Linked DNA regions of Sus scrofa: region 1 is linked to region 2. A link is a contact called in public promoter capture Hi-C data. All regions are on one chromosome and are shown on one strand. Each heading gives the region's core, a stretch centred on a gene start, on an enhancer-like site or on the middle of the called end of the contact. The rest is flanking DNA. Distances are from core to core; before and after follow the strand shown.

Region 1 (2,993 bases), core at 187-2,686, 610 kb after region 2:
CTCTCCCTTAAAACTGTTGTTTAGAGTTCAAGAAGAGAGGCTTGTCTATTCCTTCAAAGTACCTGAAAAGCCAAAGCTTTTAAGATAATCAGAGTAAGAAGTTTTGCAATGCTAAGTATGCAATATATCACTTCCGAAAGCTCACTACGGTCCCATAGTTTTTAAGCCACATACTTTTAAAAGCTGAATCTCACCTTCCACAACCCTTAACAACATTCCTGAACTTACAAATAATAATTCATGCAAAGTTAAACATTTCTGTAGAAGAATTTAAAAAAAATAAAAAACTTTTCCCAAAAGGCAATGGAAGAAGGCATACGATTTACGCAAACAAAACAAAACTACACCAATTAGGTTTTCTTTTCTGAAACTCGAAAACTCTTTCCTATTATGCTTGCTAAATCCGGAAGAGCCTGTAGCTTTGACAGCTTGAACCACACCATCCCCTTCAGAGCCGCAGAGAACTTCAGATCTTGTCTGCCCCGCCCCCTCTGGCTACTGCGAGCCAGTGTACACCCAAGCTTCCTCATGATTGGATAAAGCTCTAGTCAATCTCCCAGGTTGTCCCATTGATTAGAGGATCGAATCGTCAATTACTCTCCGGTCCAGACATTTCTTTTCGGGTTAGGTTGACTGCTGAGGCCAGACGTCTTTTTACAGAACCGAGCACGTACAGGATTCCCCCCCCTCCCCTTTCTGGAACCGAGCAAGCACTTGGAGGAGAAAAAAAAATCTGTCAAGCTCAGCAATTTTTTTCAAATCTCAGGAAGAAAAAAAAAAGGAAACCCAGTCCCTAATGCACATAGCAAAATAAATAAATAAAAGCCATCCACAAAGCTACATCTTTAAAACAAAACCATCACAATAGACATTTACCCAGCAATCACGTCAGTGCATATGCAAGCTAGAGAAAATTTTAAGTCTTAGCCATTAACAAAACCATTCTACCATTATTGTTGTTTATAAAACGCATATCGTATAAACGCAAAATAGAAAGTTTAAGATGTACCACGTACCATTGCAATGTAAAAAGAGTACGTGAGAAACTTTAAAATGTTCAGACGAATTGCTTCATTTGTTGTCCCCCTTTTTTTTTTTTTTTGCATTAAAAAGATATCTTAATAAACTTGGAACCGTTGAAAACCCGGAAGAGATTTTTTTTTAAGCTGTTGGCCAATTGCAGGCTTCTTGGAGATTTTTTTTTTTTTTTTCTCCAAATCAGGAGGCTTCTGCAATTGCAATGCGCGCTCTCTGCCTCTCTCACTGTCTCTCCTCTTTTGAAAGCGATCCAACCCGGGCTGGCTGGTTCTCAGATTCTCTCTGGTTTTGCCTTGTGTGCTTTGGATTCTACGAGACTTTGCCGAAGTTGCAATCGGTTCGCAGTCCCTCTCTCCTCTCACTACCCGCTTGTTTATTTCCGCAATCGCTGCAATTTGCATAGTAACCACGCACGGGGCGCCGGGGCTGCCTGCAGAGGGGGCCCGGAGGGGGCAGGGAAAGGCCTTGCCCCCGCTCCCTCCCCCCGTCTCTCTCCCCGCCAGTCTCCTCCTCCCCCACGGCGTGTGGCCAATAGGAGCCCCGACATTCAGCGCAAGCTCGGGTCGGGACACCGTTTGGAAGAAAAGCCCCTGTGTTACTAGGCCCCGCTCACAGGACCGTGTTTTTGGCGCAGTAGGAGTTCCCCTGCTTGCGGACCTCGCAGCCGGTACTAGGGAGATGTGAGGCTATGATACCTTTGCCTGCGGTTGTGCGGGTTTTGCACGTTTTAATCAAGTCTGCACACCTGCTTTCTCGGTTTCTTTTTCCATAGCCTCTGGTGAGTTATTAGGTTAGTTCATGATGGTTAGTGAGAGATTTAACCTTTATTTGCACTGGTGTAGACCAAGAGTTAAAGATCCTCTTTGGATCATTAAATCAAGAGAGTGCAAAATGTCACCGAGAACTTGCAGTGAAATAAAGCTTCTACTCTAGCTTCAGAAAGGAAAAAGCATTGCCACTACTCTCTGCAGATGGCTGAACATAAAAATGGTTAGGTGGGCTCCCTCAAGAATAAAGCTGTTCCTTTAAAGCAGGAGATGCAGTGAAATTCGAATGTAATTGCAAGCGTTTAATTGGTCAATATCCTTACAAAACCTGGGTTCCACAAAATTTAATGCACTTCTCCACCTCCCATCCCCCCCAAAGGAGACCTGTTTCAACATTTAAAGGAGGTAGGGGGTTAAAACCCAGTTGCTGAAACATCAAATCCTTCATTTCACTGATTCGTCTTATATGATTAATCCAGACTCTTTAAGATCAGGTGATCAGGATATTTCAGTGTCAACCTTTTATGTGTTTGTTTTATGCAACAGACTAGGCATTGGTGCAGTGGTGGTGCAAGGGAAGTATCCCTTTAAATGGAAAGCATCACAACCAGGTATTGCCTTTTTTTTTTTTTTAATGTGTTTGCTTTGCATCAGTTAAGTAGCTTAGGACATTTTGCTGAATAACTGAGTGACTGGAAAATGTGTGCTTAAGCTCACTTGATAAAAATTATCCAGTAAGAAGTCAAGAGGAATAGGAAGCAACTTGGCGGTTGCCTGATTTTCTTAACTGTCCTTGGTGAAGTTACCTAATTAATTGATAACAGAACCTCGAGCAGTTAAATCAGAAGTTAGAGAATCCTCCTATTCTATTTTGAACCACATTTTTGGCTTTAGGCTTGCACTTTACAACCAGGTAACTGATGCAGCATTACTAGGAGGTACTATATTGTGACTGCCCTTGGTGTTAGGCAACATTTGCTGTTCTGGTCTGCCTCCGATAGATTCGGATATTGTCTGGCTCTAGAAACTCTGTGGCATTTTAATCCTGGCCTCCTCCACTGAACATACATTTCCACTTGGCATGGTATGATACTTTTGCCCTAGAAATACACTTGATGAAATGTAGTGGCTTAAGGAAAAAGGAAAAATAAATTTTTTAAGTAACCAAAAAAGTTCTAGGCCTAGTTC
Region 2 (3,057 bases), core at 172-2,671:
GGATCTGGCGTTGCTGTGGCTCTGGTGTAGGCTGTCGGCTACAGCTCCGATTCGATCCCTAGCCTGGGAACCTCCATATGCCTCTGGTGCGGCCCTAAAAAGACAAAAAAAAAAAAAAAAAAAGAAAAAAGACCCCCCGCAAAATTGAACCACTAAATTTACCCTTAAATCTTTAAGTATAAACGTTTTAATTTTTAAAATAGCACAGTTAATGTTGCAAAATTGGTTTAAGAAAAAAAAAATTTTTTTTTGTCATTTTAGGGCCACACCTGTGGCACATGGAGGTTCCCAGGCTAGGGGTGGAATTGAAGCTGTAGCTGCTAACCTACGGCACAACAATGCTGAATCTGAGTTGTGTCTTCCACCTACACCACAGGTCAAGGCAATGCCGGATTCTTAACCCACTGAGTGAGGCCAGGGATTGAACCCACTTCCTCATGAATCCCAGTCAAGTTCGTTACAGCTGAGCCACAACAGGAGCTCCCAAGAAAGTGTTTAAATGTAGTTACAATACTAAGTTATTATTGCAAATAGTTTCATATCTTCTCATTCAAAAGCGATACGCCTCCTGTTATCTCAAGGTTGTCAAAGTGTGGTCTCTAGACCAGCAATATCAGCATAGCTAGGCAATTAATTAGAAACGCAAATTATCCTACCCATTCTACATCTTCAGAATCAGAAAATGAGGCGGGCTCAACCTTCTGCGTTTCAACAAATACTCCAGGTGATACTAATGCTCCCGAAAATTTGGAACCACCACACAACACAATTAGTACTTAGTCCCACGGTGGCGAAGAGGCACCAAACGCAGTATTTTTATATTAGCGAAAAAAGATTAAATTTTCACTAAAAAAGTACACATTTTGTTTGGTATAGAAGATACCTCCAGAGAAGAGATGGAGGAAAAAACCCTCCAACTTTTCACTTGGCTTAAACTCTTTGTCTCCTCTTGTTTTTAGGCCCTTTCCTTCACTTCACTTTTACTGATAAAGATAAAGGTGCAGTGCTTATCTTTGTGATACAGCGTCCTCAAGATCTATTCGTAAAAGCTCCTCCTCTAAGAAAAAGGCCAGGCCATTATATCCTGAGAGCACAGAGTCTGAAATCGGGGAAACGTCAATTCTGTTCTAACTCAGTAACTAAGGTCAACATGCTTTTCAGCGTCTCTGAGACTGGTTCGTTATCTGTCAACCCAAATCCTACTAGACTAATGGAGATAATGTTTGTAAGATGTTTATCAAATCTCCGGGCGCCGCTGGCACTTCTGCAGATGGAGGGCAGCGGATTTTCCAAGCCAGCTTTTTTCCTCGGGCTTTGAAAGACCAATCAAATCTCTTCGAGCTGATTCTGCAGGCCTAGAGGGAGGCTCTACTCCAGCCCTTGCAGGGTCCCTTTAAGAGCCTCCCTCCCATGGTCCGACTCCGCCCGGCTCCCGGGCGAGGGCGGAACCGGAAGTTGTGGGGGACGCCCCGGTGCTCAGCATGGCGGCCGCCTGGCCCTCCAGGCCGGCTGCTCCCGACACAGTGGCCGCCCGGTTCCTCGGTGTCCTGTGGTTCATATCAGCCACCACTGGACCTTGGGGAGCTGCCGCCGGCGGCAGCGAGGAGCCACTTAAGTGCGAGGACCTCAAAGTGGGACAATATCCTCTATGAGGAGCCCCCAGTGGGGGCAAGGTAGATTTCGGGTTGAGAGTGGGTTGTGGACCTCAATACCGGCTAGGATTGGACTGAAGGGAACGGTGACCTGTGTCCTCTAATGACCTCGGGACCTCGCGGGGGCGGGGGGTGAAGAGAGATGTGGGGGTGGGACGGACAGAGGCCATCCTGTGAGTTCCTTGGGATTTTACTGTTCCTTGGCGCTTCCCCTTCTTATCCACCTTTCTTCTTTCCTTTCCTTCCTCCCTCCTTCCTTCCCGGTGAGTTTGTTTGTTCAGTAAACACATAAATGCTGAAGTATGTAGGGTCCTGTTTCTAGGCACTAGTATTAAATTAAATGATTGATAGACCCTACCGCGGAAATTTGCCCACTTAGAGGGAAACACAGTAGTTAATAACGATATAGCCAATGTATGCTACCCATTTATCATTAACTTTACACTTACTATCTTATATCCTCTAAATCTCCATGAGAAACTGAGGCAGTTCATCAGTTAGGTAGATCTGTTCATCAGTTTATTTTTAGCTCTGATAAAGAGAGGAGTTAGGTAGGTCTGTTAATCAGTTTATTTCTGCTCTCACTGTCATGGGGCAAATTCCTGCTCCACTTTGTAACCGTGGACAAGTTATTTGAACTCTGTTTTCTCATGAGTAAGAATGTAGATAACAGTGGTACCAACCTAAAGGTTTGTTTTGATAAACTGGTACAGGTAGAAGGTAAGTCACTTAGAACAATGCCTGGAACACAGGAGTAGGGGCTATATGTGTAAGCTGTTTATTTACTGATGAGAAACTGAGGCTGTTCATCAGTTTATTTTTAGCTTTGATAAAGAGAGGAATTAGGTAGATCTGTTCTTCAGTTTTCAGTCAGATCTCTAGAAACTGATTTTTTTTAACCTAAAATTCTCTTAATAATTTGGTGACAATTTTTATTTTAATTTTTTCTTTGTGCTTTGTACATAAACACTGACCGATGTTCTTTAAAGATAGCACCCTCTGCTAGAGTTTTAACAGATGTTAGTATACTTTTCCTATAATAAATTCATGTTCAGGTCTTATTTAGTGACACCGAAAATATATCTGTGCCCGTACCTGTTGACTTGGACAAACTAACATCCTCTATTTACATGTAAATATAAACATAAATGTATAAGTTAAAGACTGGATAATATTGTTTTATATTGGAATGTGGTTCATATTTCCTTAACTTTTCTACATATATTTGTAAAGATCCAAAAATAAATGAGGCTACACAAGAACCAGTTAACTGTACAAACTACACAGCTTATGGTAAGACTTCCAGAAACATATTTTTTTTATTTTTTTAAAATTTTTTATTGTTTTTGCTTTTTAGGGCCACACCCATGGCATATGGAGGTTCCCAGGTTAGGGGTTTAATCTG

The links. Promoter capture Hi-C pulls out the DNA fragments that hold promoters and counts their contacts.
Region 1: a contact with region 2 is called in a promoter capture Hi-C map of liver, with 4 times the contacts expected there. The contact joins the promoter of NFIA here to the promoter of TM2D1 in region 2. A contact is called at or near these places in 2 of 5 promoter capture datasets (fetal liver and liver), 2 of 47 Hi-C or Micro-C datasets (liver and skeletal muscle) and 1 of 2 datasets of contacts at active chromatin or transcription factors (skeletal muscle).

What each region holds. Positions count from the first base shown.
Region 1 is chr6:151,228,337-151,231,329 of Sscrofa11.1, forward strand. NFIA (nuclear factor 1 A-type) reads right to left here and starts at 1,437. Exons shown (of 11, transcript XM_021097780.1): 1 at 1,017-1,437. The coding sequence starts at 1,106.
Region 2 is chr6:150,613,890-150,616,946 of Sscrofa11.1, forward strand. TM2D1 (TM2 domain-containing protein 1) reads left to right here and starts at 1,422. Exons shown (of 7, transcript XM_013988894.2): 1 at 1,422-1,639; 2 at 2,872-2,945. The coding sequence starts at 1,482.